Linked DNA regions of Anser cygnoides: all the other regions are linked to region 1. A link is a contact called in public Hi-C data. All regions are on one chromosome and are shown on one strand. Each heading gives the region's core, a stretch centred on a gene start, on an enhancer-like site or on the middle of the called end of the contact. The rest is flanking DNA. Distances are from core to core; before and after follow the strand shown. Region 1 holds the start of GRAMD2B (GRAM domain containing 2B). Region 2 holds the start of CCDC112 (coiled-coil domain containing 112). Region 3 has its middle 20 kb from the start of CCDC112. Region 4 has its middle 42 kb from the start of FEM1C.

The links. Hi-C and Micro-C count contacts between places; a contact is called where the count stands out from the background.
Region 2: a Hi-C map of liver shows a contact between it and region 1, with 2.8 times the contacts expected there. The contact joins the promoter of CCDC112 here to the promoter of GRAMD2B in region 1. A contact is called at or near these places in 2 of 7 Hi-C or Micro-C datasets (granulosa cells and liver).
Region 3: a Hi-C map of liver shows a contact between it and region 1, with 2.2 times the contacts expected there. The contact joins the enhancer-like site here to the promoter of GRAMD2B in region 1. A contact is called at or near these places in 2 of 7 Hi-C or Micro-C datasets (granulosa cells and liver).
Region 4: a contact with region 1 is called in a Hi-C map of liver, with 5 times the contacts expected there. The contact joins the enhancer-like site here to the promoter of GRAMD2B in region 1. A contact is called at or near these places in 2 of 7 Hi-C or Micro-C datasets (both in liver).

What each region holds. Positions count from the first base shown.
Region 1 is chrZ:22,651,163-22,654,238 of Taihu_goose_T2T_genome, forward strand. GRAMD2B (GRAM domain containing 2B) reads left to right here and starts at 1,492. Exons shown (of 14, transcript XM_048049927.2): 1 at 1,492-1,656. The coding sequence starts at 1,529.
Region 2 is chrZ:22,843,556-22,846,631 of Taihu_goose_T2T_genome, forward strand. It overlaps CCDC112 (coiled-coil domain containing 112), which reads left to right and starts at 1,657. Exons shown (of 10, transcript XM_066987714.1): 1 at 1,657-1,773; 2 at 2,410-2,525. The coding sequence starts at 1,723.
Region 3 is chrZ:22,823,912-22,826,987 of Taihu_goose_T2T_genome, forward strand. No RefSeq gene overlaps it. Among named protein-coding and RNA genes, the nearest start is that of CCDC112, 20 kb to the right of the region's middle. Within about 2 kb of position 1,495, at least 2 of the 3 cell types and tissues checked have open chromatin away from gene starts, as enhancers often do. A contact at or near this core is called in liver, where this site is marked.
Region 4 is chrZ:22,792,714-22,795,789 of Taihu_goose_T2T_genome, forward strand. No RefSeq gene overlaps it. Among named protein-coding and RNA genes, the nearest start is that of FEM1C, 42 kb to the left of the region's middle. Within about 2 kb of position 1,503, at least 2 of the 3 cell types and tissues checked have open chromatin away from gene starts, as enhancers often do. A contact at or near this core is called in liver, where this site is marked.

The sequences.
Region 1 (3,076 bases), core at 242-2,741:
ACCAGCCCTGTGCCTGTAGTCTATGATCATACAGAACCAAGCAGAACCAAAGTAAAAAAAAAGGCTCTGATGGCAAGAAGCAAAGATGTATAGCATAGCTACTGAAAGATGCATTCCTTCTGAAAAATTAACTCAGGAAAATTTTGAGCAGCTTGAACACCACTCCTAAATACAGGCTGTTTCATTTGTTCCATTTTACAGGGAATATCTAAGAGGATCAAGAGTGTGTACATTATTCCTTTTTTTTTTTCCTTTCAAGAAAAGAAAGAGTCACATTTATTTGGAATTTTCACTTCCAAGAAAACGACTGTTTCATCTTTACCTTTACTTCTTGACTGTTATGCTAATCCTGTATTTTAATAGTTACTGTTCTTCCTGTTGTTTCCGTCCTTTACAGAGTCCATTACAGTTTGGCTAATACTGACTTCAAAGTGAATTTTATCTTCAAAAATGCAACAACCAGGTTTTAAGTCATTAGGAAGGTAGGGCTTGGGGGAAGGGGGGTGAACAGGGAATGACACATTCAGAAAGACAGAATACTTTGACTAGATTTCATTCAGCTTAGTAGCAAAATTTGAGAACAGTCCAAATGCATTTGTATTGTTTCATAATCTATTTATAGATGCTGACAATAGAAAGAGAGAGCTACACTCCACATGTTTATTCAGTCTCACAGACTAGGGCTTATTATCATGCAGAGCCTAAATGAAGATTAGCAGAAGTTCTGGAGATCTTGGGGTGTTACTTCAGTTGTATGGGATGGCTCACAATTTAAAGAAATGTTGTTTACCATTTCTTTGACCAACCTAATCATTATAGTCATCTTCAACAAACAGTAAACCATGCAATTCTGTAGTTAATGTTTGCCAATTCCTATGGAAAATAAATAAATAAAAATGATTAGGCAAACTGGCCTTGTTCAGTTGGTGTTTGGTGCGCTGAGATTTAAAAAGATTTTCTGTGTTTAAGAAGAACTGCAATGACTTTATTTCATGGCAACTACCTGCATGCATGTGCACAAATATGTTACTGCAGAAGTGCAATATAATGACTTTGGCATGTCAAAACAGGTGGATATAGTCACTTCTGAAACATACACTCTTATGTTGTTCAAACTTGGAAAATTAGAGACCTGCAGGTAATTCACAAAGTAGAATTTCTGACAGATCATATTACTACATTTAGTACGAGCCTGGCAATGCAACATCATTTGAATTAAGAGTTCTTGTCTTTTTTTTTTTTTCTTAAATTTATCCAAACAGTTTATTGCTATTAGTATCGACTTTCCAAAGACATACTACACCTAAACTTGATGAGATTTGTTTCAAAGTATATCTATGAAGTGCTGCAGGTATAAAAGAAAAAAACCTCGTGATGTCACATCAATGTGTTACTGATTAACTGATTTTAAAGCCAGTCCAAGCTGGAGTCACACCAAGAATGCATTTCCTACAGCAGTGAAAGGCCGTGTGCTTGAAGGATCCCTCTAGACCCAAACTTACCTAACTCTGCAGTTAGCACCATTAACATGATGAGAAAAGGGAATTCCTTGGAAGACTCGGTTTTTCATTTTGAAAGTCAGAGCAGCTTCCGAAAGTCAAGTAATGACCCTCCTCCAGTCAGCCCTACAGAGAGTTCTGGATCAGTATTTATAAGGTAAATTCAGGGGCGTTTGGGTGCTCTTTACATACTTGATGCCAGGAGGGATAGGGCAGCAACACAGGAGGGCACTGGGACAAACACTAGTGGAAATACCCTGATGGGGAAACTTAATTTTTGAAGGCAATGCACACAGAGCTGATAATTTATCTTGCATTACTGATTGCGCTGGGAAGGGGAGAGTGTAAAGAAGAATTTTGTCGGGGGGGATAGGAGGGTGTTGTTCTCTCTTTGTGTAACTTTTACACTGAAGCAGGGCTTTGAGTGTGTATAGTACTATATAAACTCAAGTTTTTAAATGACCTCTGCAAGGTTATCAAATACTATCTACTGTCTCTGTACAAAACAAATTTAAACTGGGTTAGAACACGGAATTTGACAAAATATTTTGATGTATGTTTTGGCCTATAGGAAACTTTACAATGTTTTTTAAATTATGTTTCAAGAGAAATGATATCATCAGAAAAAGGAGTATTCATGTAAGTTGAGATTGCTAATGGGTTTTCTGATAGAACAATCACAAATGATTTTCAAGGTGAAATCTCTTTTCTTACTTTAGAAGTGTGGACTTGTTGGATTGTGAACTTATAATGAGGTAGAGTTCATTGTAAGGAAGATTTCTGGACAAATCATGCACATTTTAGACAGCACAGATAAATGAGGAAATGCAGAGTCAGAGGGTTGCTCGCACTCTGCATTCATTCCTTCCCATCTACTGCAGGAGAGGGACAGGTAAACATCACCACTATCTATGTCAACCCATTATGAATAAATTATCTTTAAAAAGCTATTCAAAGTAACATTAAATATTTATTGTTCCTTAACCAACATGAAAATTCGTTAGTAAGCTCTGTCTTTCGTATCTGTTCATGTCCACCTTGAAGACTGATTTGCAGGGAACACCTCTATTTATTCTTTGTGTGACTAAATTAAATTTCTTTGTAGCTGGGTGATGGCTTGTATCACTAATTGGGTCACGAGTATAAATAAATCTGCTGGCCTCATTTTTCCCCTTGTGAAATGTTATTTGGGCTTTTTAATACTATACCTGTATAATGTATTTTCTTCCAATTCAAATGTCAGAGAGATAATGCTCAATAGTCTGAACACACAATAAGGAACCATAAATTTGAAGTTTTAATTAGAGCTCTCAGGGGCTCTTACCTAGAAGTATTTAGTTAGCGCTTGCTTTTTAAAACAACATCCACATACGTATTTCTATGCGTCTCTTATTCTTATTTTCCAGTTAGGCAAGTAAGTACAGAATAAATACAGTGGTGGACAGAGGGTTCAACACAAGTAGGTTATGTTTAACCACTTGTAGTTTGGGCAATAAGAAGTTTGCCCTCTTTTCTCTCTCCAGCCTGGAACTCTGAGCAGACAGATTTACCCACTTTTTATTTACCGCTAGATAACT
Region 2 (3,076 bases), core at 407-2,906, 190 kb after region 1:
GCTTCCTTCTCTTACATCAGATAATAGAGGGGAAGACAAAGAAGAGTTTGAAACACTGCTGTGGAAAGAAGAGTTCTGTAAGCCATTTCAGGTAGCAATCTGTGAGAACAATCCTCTTTAATTTATGCTGATGAATATTTTCAGGTTTTGAAATGTTCTACTTTACTTGTTAATTTCTATTCATCAAATACAAAGAAATTAAATGTAAGCACGGTCATAAAATATAAAAAGGAAAAATATATCAGAAAAGTGCTTTTAAAAACATCAATTAGGCAATAAAATGTCTTCAGCTTAGGCCATTTGGTTAGCATCTGTGAATGCTTTTGTGTTCTACAGCTGGGAAAACACCAGATCATAAAATCTTTTTAGCTAGCAAAGCCACTGCATGAATAGATTATTTCTATTCTGCAGAAATGTTAATTAGCAACTCCTTAAAAGTTTGATTGGTATATCTGTGTGAAAAACAAAATCTTGAGAGTTCAAAAATGTATTGAATAATATGAAGCTCTTTATTTCCTGTCAGGATAATGAGGATGTAGTCTGGTCTTCCTGAAGGAAGTAATCAATACAAAACCCTAAATCCTGACATAAACAAAACCTTAGCCAGTCATAAGGATGCTCCATGAGTTTGAAAGAGTAAGAAAGAGACTGTGTTTAATCAAACATCCAAGATGGTGAATCAGTCGTAGCCAAATTGCAACCATACACTGCTCTTCCCAGTTAAAACCAGCCCTTGAGGGAAAAGCAGGATATGGTGACACCATACAGCAAGCATCACTTGCTGCTCTGCATTTGATAGATCTGCATCCACACATCCCTAGATGTGTACACACCTCAGGTCAGCTTTGGCTACTGGAGTACATTGCTCTGAAGAGACTCCTGCTTGTGACATTAGGTCTGTGGCTTCAGCTCTTCAAATGAGCTCAGGGGAGTTAAATGGCATTGGTCAGATAGTCTGGAGCCTTTGGAGCCTGTTATCTTTTCCACATGGTCATCACCTTGAGTACATGCCTGCAAGGCTTGGAAGGTCATGGGCACTCCGGATTACAACTTTCTCACCCAAAAGCAAGGGTGGCTGGGAGCCTAATGTAGTCACTGTCTGCCTCTGACAAGGTGGTGAAAGCCTTTTGAACATACCCCACCTGCTTCTTTTGAAATCCCAGGATTTCAGGACTTGGGCTCTTTTTTCAGGTCAGATTTCCCTTCCAGATCACTGTAGGCTTTGGGGCTTCGTGTGACCACCGTTCCCTAAAGAGCCAGCAGGTCTGTGTCAGAACCACTAAGTCCTTTGTCATGTTATACCGCTTCCTATAAAGCAACAGAGGAGTGGCCAAGCTTGAAAGATGGCCACTGTAGAACCGTGTAAACAGACCAGGGGGTTCTGGTCCAAATTATTATTATTTATTATTGTTGCTGTTACTGTTTTGAGTTAACTGAACTCCTTTCACTGTCCCCTCAGGCAGCGTGGGTAGAAACGACTCCAGGAACGCCCTGCCGCGGCCAGCGTTTATTACCACGGTAACTAGCAACGCCAGGCACTCCTATCCTGACGGAGCCCGGACAGAGGGACACACCCTCGCAAACACACTGACAGACAGACAGACAGACACACAGACAGACATACGCGGCGGCTGCAGGGCTCCCCGCCCGCCTCCATCTCCCGGCGGGGCGGGGCGGGGCGGGGCGGGGCGGGGCGGGCGGCGGCGGCTGCCCGCGGCCAAGATGGCTGCGCTGGCAACGGCCGTGGCGGCGGCGGCCGGCGGGCGGCAGCAGGTAAAGGCCTGGCCGCGGAGCCGGCCTCGCCGGGCGGCCCGGGGAGAGGGCTGAAGCAGGAGCTGCTGGTTTGCCGGGCTGACCTCAGATAGTAGGCTCACAACATCCAGTTTCATAGCCCGTGTTTGTCAGTAGTCCCAGCATGTGGTGCCTTTAGACTGCTTGGGGTTGCTGTGAGTAAGAGTTAACAGTTTGCAGGGCATTTTGAGCAGATTTCACAAGTTAAGCGAGTGCTTTCCTTTAACGAGATGAAATGGGGTAATCTGCCTAATGTAGATTACATGTAGATAACATAAGATTGTATAGTCAGGTAGCGAGTTACCTCCAAATCTTCAGATACTATCTTGATTTAGGGTGGTATGTAGTGTGATCAGCAGCATCTGTGAAAGCAAGTTGACATTGCATTCTTTCCATTTTTCCTTTGAAGAATGGATTTTTATATACACTCATCAGTTTATCATCACTTCAATTTTATACCTGTGTAACTTAAAATTATTTGGATTACTGTAGTATAAAACAGAAGTAGTGCTTTTGTTTGTTATCTCTGCACTGTGGTATTGTCTGCTTAAAAATAACCTATGAGTATTTAAAAATAAAATACTGTTTTTGAATAATACTCCATTTTGTTATGTACAGAATGACAGCTGTTTCAGTACTGCAGGTTCTGGTCAACAGTGTCAGAACTGGAAGATGAAAGCAGAACAAGCTAAGAAAGCAGAATTCGTGAGAACAGCAGAAAAGTTAAGAACTCAGTAAGTAAAAGACAATCATAACTGTATTTTCATGCTGTTCTGGAGATAATACAACTCAAAGTTCCAGGTAAGAATTCACAGTAATGAAATTTTAGGCAAAGTTTTCATTTTTTTCAGGACTTCAGGTAGATTATTACAGTTCTGGTTGTTTAGGATAGGGTCATGAGCTTCAAGATGACCTGTTTTTCTAATTGCTACCAGGACTTGAGTCAGTTATTTTCTTTAGTTCGCTGTTGCACCATGTTGATAACCCAAGAATGAAAGTGTGCGTGGCATTACTTAGTTCCCAGTTTTCCTACTCAGCTGTGCAGTGCATGTGGCATTATTGAGTTCTTAGTTTTCCTACTCAGCTGTGCTTACCTTTCTAAAGAACTAAAGCCTATAAAAGATACCAGCAAAATGAAAATTGTGGCAGCATTACAACAGCTTCCTTAGAGCAGATTGAGAGCACTTCTAGATTATCTAGGCCATTGCTTTGGAATATGGGAGCTCAAGACAGCTCAAGCACAGACGTGATTTAAATGTGTTTCCCCACATCTTGAGTAATGGCT
Region 3 (3,076 bases), core at 245-2,744, 170 kb after region 1:
AAGCTGGGCTATTGCAGGGAGCTCCCCAGCCAGTACAGTGTGTTTACTCAGGGTACATCATTTTGCCCTCTCTGGAACAGCCACTGTGATATTTTCTCCACACTCTAATGAACCAGGCCCAGAACAATCCCTGTGAATCATCAGTTTCCATTTGCACAAAGCTGGTGTTAAATGAAATGCGAGGCAGGGACAGATAGCCTGTTTGCGTCCACAGTACCGACGCCACAGAGAAATGCAAGTCTCCAGAGGGGGTCTGCAGAAGGGCAGGCTGTGCTGGGCTGATGAAGTGGATGTGGACTCGCCAGAGAGGTCATGTGGCTGTAACATTTGTTCTCCTACCGCACCGGTGTCCTGTTTATTTCCTAAGTATCCACTGATGAACGAGGAATGCTTTTTATGCTGGTGTCCTCTCGAATCTGCTAAGCTTCTTGCACTTCGAACATTAAAGAGGACATATATGCTAAGCAGGAGTCTCTGACAGATGTACTAATGTTAACAGGCACACTACCCTGCGGAAAATGAGGACCTTTGTTTTCTCTGAAAAGTACCTGCTGCCCAAATAATTGAAAAATTATTCATGCATGGTAAGAAATCCATCACGAAAACCATAAATAAATGCAAGGTGCCACTCTCTGCTGTCTGCCAGCTGCTCCATCCCAGTTCAACCACACCACCCAGCTCACCAGCAGCCACGTGCTGCTCTGGGCAGGCCCCTCGTGTGCAGGGAGCCCTGGCACTGCCTTTGCCTGTCCATTCTTGCTCGCTTCATAGAGGGAGGCCAGAACCGAGGGACCCTTTTGCCCCAGAAATTCTCAAATGAATGAAATTGTCCTCAGGTGGCCCTGATACCAGCCACAACGCACAGATACCCTGAGTTTGAACTACATTTTGGTGGGATGAGACCTATCCCACAGTAAGCAGATGGCAAAAGTGTCCCAGAAAACTTCGAATCTTGAGCTTTGCAGCATGTATCCTGGATATCAAACCTTCTTCTCAGGAGAAGAAGGTCTTCTCAGGAGAGCACGAAAAACACAGGAGCCTCATGACCTTGGGGAAATCAGGACAGCCCCTGCCTAAGTCTTGACTGCAGTAACGTGAGGAGCTGGGGTCCCTCTCAAACCTCTCAGGTGGTTTGGCTGGCAACGGCCCCAGTCCTGGAAGAGTCACAGTGGTTTTCAGCCTCTCTTCTGGGACTTTTAAATCTCTCAGGATGGAAATTAAATCTCTCAGGAAGAAAGTAAACATTCATGCTTGAACTAAACTAAACAACAACAACAACAAAAAACACTACATGTTCCAGTGGGTTACCCAGTCATATATTCTATGAATGAATCTATCTTCCATTTTTAAGAGAGAACAGCTGAAGAGGAGTAAAAAACAAAAACTAAATCAAATGGAACCAAATCCAATTATATAGTGTCGTTGCTAGTTCAAATTCAGACTGAACCATTACTTTTGGTTGCTCAAAAAAGCCATACAGGCCCATTCAGTTCACACAGAGAGCTTTGTTTCCAAAAATCAAGTTTCTTGAATTTTCAGATACAGAAATGGCAAAATCTAGATTGCTTAGTCACTGAAGTATATACTTCTGAAGTTTCTGCTTTCTTCTTGGTTTATATACATTTGCAATGCTTTGTAGAAATATACATATATATATATATATATAAACTCTTAATTTCAGTTTAATTTGAAGTGTGTCAGATCCCCACAGAAAAAAAATAAAGGGTTCATGATGTGAACAATTCCAGTAACCTGCTTGTGTTCCCTTATAGCTGATCAAAGTTCATTCTATGTTCAGGCAACACTTTATGTCAACCGCTTGCTTCACTCTCTAGATAAGCTTCACAAACGACATGATGCGATCAAAGCAAGGTAAGTTGGGCAATGGCACTTGTTGATGCACATTCCATCTGATAAACATACGTTTGTACTTGTGCGAAGTTCATTCTCTGCAAATCTGAGCTTCGTAGCTGAATGGTACTTCATTTTCCCACCTCAAAAGCACAGGGCTTGCTTCTGTCCTGCCTTTTATATGTGTCAATAAGGAATGCATTTGTGATGTAAACAAAATCAGGAATCACATCAGGAGCATCTTCGCTCAGAACAAATGGTGACCTCCTTTTGGCTTCCCAGTAGGAAACAGCCTAGTGGGTCTGCAGAGAGCAGCACACAAGCAGTCCCGCCTACACAGAGTCTATTTCTGGGATGGATTAGCCACATGCATGCCAATCGTAAACCATAATTGCGCCTATGGTTTACTAAATATCAAATGTTGGAAAAATACCCTGTGATAATAACACTAGCGATACCATAATAATACCACATTAATGATAATGTTACAAAATTAATAATACCACATAATAATAGTACTGCCACATAAATAACAGACATTGGAAAAAAATCAATACCAAACTGTCTCCCCAAGAAAAAGGAACTGACATTGACTAAATGTGCGATACATATATACACGCACATTCACCCCAGGCTGGCTTTGCCTGGCTGGTCTATTTTAGCACACTCTACATATTTCTTTTCCACTTAAAGCCAACAGCTCTGTGGTGCATGGGTTACTGCAGGCTCTTCCTGTGATTCTCCTAAATAGCTTTTTTTTTTTTTTTCCAGAGGAGCTCATCAACCTTCTGAAATGGACCAACAACATTCAGCAAATTCTACATTGTTTTAGAAAAAACTCCTTTTGTTCGGATGGAAAGTATGGAAAGGAAAACACATACTTAAAACTAAACAATAAACACATGCTTAAGATTTTTTCCTGTGGCAGGTCCTCATGGTTTCCCCATTAGCTGAGGATGTTTCTTTTGTTGGAAAATCAGTGTTTAATTCCTTCCTTTTTCTATAAAAATAAATACACCTAGTCATGAGTAAATATGTAACCATTACAGGCAGACCCCTAAAACATTATTTATGGAGCTCTAAGCATCTTCAGAATACAAATAGGTTAGATAGCAGGTCAGTGCCCACCAACATGTACTGGTGGTGTTACCAACAATTAATTGTCATCTTCTGGACCATCCACAGGGCTCTCAGAGGCAAGCTGCATGCTGCCAGACCACTGCCA
Region 4 (3,076 bases), core at 253-2,752, 140 kb after region 1:
TCATCATCCTTTGGGAAGTTCTGTTTGTAGCTCAAGCATGTAAAAAAAAATAATATAAAATAAAATAAAAAAGAATAGAGGAAATTCTTGGTGACTTTTAAGAACTGATTTTTTTTTTTTCTGGTCAATATGTGTCCCCTGTCGATCTCACTAATGTTACATACCCAAGTTTCAAAATGACGATCTTGTGATCCTGTGGCAACAGCAGAAGATAGGCAACTAGGAGATACCCTGCATGGAACAAGCTAATTTTTCTGCATCAGAGTGAAGTAGCAGAACGTGGATCGGTATTTCTCCGTGGAGTCAGTGTACTTAATTGGTATCCCCTGGAGATGACAGTCTTGTGGTTACCTTTCTGTTCTTCCTCACCCTGTTCTCCCCATCTTTGATACTTCATGAGAACACAATAATCCCCCACAGCTGCTGACAAGGAGTCAGCATCCCCTGCCTGCAACTTGCCTGTCTCCGTAGCAAGTCTCTTGGGTTTAATCAAGTGTGTGATGAAGGCTGACACTGTGAATCGCATAAATGAATGCTGTCTCATGTTAGAAGTGACCTAAGTGACAAAAGGAGGTCATTTTTATGGAGTCTGTCAACATCTTTTGTTTTCCTTCCTGAAGACTTGTCTGCATTCTGCTTTTCAAGCCTGCTACAAGTCAGGCCAAATGCTGTGTAAGACTTTGCCCCACGGTCCAGGTGTGCAGCCTGGTCTAGGCGAGGCAGTGAAGGTGGGTCCATGGCATGGCAGAGGGTGAAATATTAACAGCGTGCTTCCCTGGTCAGATTCTGGTTCCCCACAGCTGGGAATGGCTTTATGCTGATCAGCATCCCTGTGATTCTGCCTGCTGATTACCGAGGGTGCAACAGCAGTTCCTGCAGTGCCCCAATGCACAGCCCACATTCAGCCAGGCAGCCTGCTTCCAGCCACTGCCTCCAAAGCTCTGCTCAGGGACAAGGTACTTCTGCGCCTGGCAGAGGCTGCCTTGTCCTGGTGCCTCTGACCTGCTTCTGGTGGTCACCTGGTGGCTTTCACCAAGTTGTGAAGGCAGCTGTGGAGAGGGAACATCATCGTTCGGGATGCCAAAGTCTCCTCGCTTCAGCATGGGACTTGCTGCCAGGTTCCCTGCAGAGGAAACATTCTTGGGTGAAGAGAGAAATCATTGACAATCGTTGTTTTGTCTCAGTCATTCCCCTATTTCACAAAACCTTCTGTTTTAAAACAGGATGCCTCACAATCCAAGCTCTGTCAATTGGCATCCCAAAATACAATCCAGGTGCAATGGGCCACATGTCACAGGCTGCTCTGCTGTCGTGGAACCCGATAGCAAGTGTCTGTGTCAGATTACCCCACCTCATCCTCACCTGGGGCTGGCGTGTGTGAGCTACATCCTGTGCTCTTCAACACTTGCGTACAGGGAAAATGCATTTTGTTTGAATTGGCCCTGAAAAAATCTTAAGTCATAAATATTTTGACCTGCAGCTGGGCTATACAAATCTATTCTTAGCAGTAAATGGTGCTATGGCAACTGTCCCTGCGATATGACACACTAGCAAGAATTCTGCCTTCTTTTAATCCACAGCTCCCAAAATACCTTCTGCACATCCCAAGCCACCTGGCTTTTCCCACCCTCTTCAGAGCTGGGGAAGCAGCTCCTTCCCAATTTATTTTTCTAGTTCAGTCTGAGGCAAAGCAATCTTGAGCCAATTTAAGTAGATCTGAAATAACATACTCAGTCCCAGCTGTCATAACCTATATCACAGGATATTCCCCTTGCTTTCCTACGACACTTTCCCAGTTGTTCATATGATCTCTTTTCCCCTCAGGACTTTCTAAATAATTCTTTGACATGAGCTCTATGATTTGCTACATTCTTCTTTGTATAGCCTACCAAAGGTGATTTGTCAACCTGAAATCTTCTGCTTACACATTTTAGTCAATCATTAACATATTATTTATTCAGAGGTTAATATAGCTGTTCAAAGCTTCCTCTGACAAGACAGCCTTGTGTTTTATGCACTGATTTACCTCTGTTACAACACCTAGAGTTTTGGGAGCCCATGTGTGTCTGGAGCTTGCTTTGGTTGAGATCTAGCTAAGCACATGCTAAGAGGTGGGCTTTACCTTAAAGAGCTGCAGACCTGGTATTAACAACGTGCTCTACTGTGAACTAGCTGCTACACACTCAGCTCCTGATGCACATTAGGTTAATGACCTACAGAAAAATCTGAAACGTTTCAGGTCTCCCAGTCCACACTAATTATCTACAAATTTCTCAAGTTCTCTCTGGGCTCATACATGGCATCCTGCTAGTAACCAGGCACTGCAAATGCTGTCTGCTTGAGTACTGAGCCACCTACAAGTTTCACGGCATTTGGTGAGTAATTGAAGGATTTGTGTGTTCAGTACATCCCATATGCCATGAATGTCTTCAAGTGGCAACACGGTGACAGCAACAACAAGGCTATTGGAAAGTTCTGCAGATAACAGGCTAAATTCATCTCTGATGTAACCCCGCTGGCTTGAGCACACTGATAACTACCCTGGAAAAGGGTGTAAAATGTAAAGTGGTTCTTCCTGCTTTCTTGCTCAGGTCTTTCTGCTTCTGCCCTGCCAGCACACCAACTGCACTGATTTGCTGAGGCACAGCAGATAATATCATCTGCAGCTCTTCAGCAGGGTCCCACAGGCATAAGAGATGTAAAATGTCATTGCCAGAACGTAGGCATGAATAAAAATAATTGCCCTGATTTCTCTGCCATAACAATCATAATTTCTAATATAAATCACGTTAACCTCCTTCCTCTCATAAGAGCTGTTTTAACCCTTAAGTGAGAAAGAAAAGTGACAGACTTTAACATATGGTGTTTTAAAACTAACCAGTTCTCCTAGAGTTCTCACTTCTTACTTCATTTTGCTGATCCTGCAAAACTTTATAGGTGACCAGCTTCCTTTCACAATAGCCTTGGGGTGGCCATATATCCCCACCCATGCTCCAGAGCAGGCCATGTGTGCCCTACCATCTACCTGGGACATGGGTTCAGGCATCCCCCCGGGACATGGGTTCAGCCATCCCCC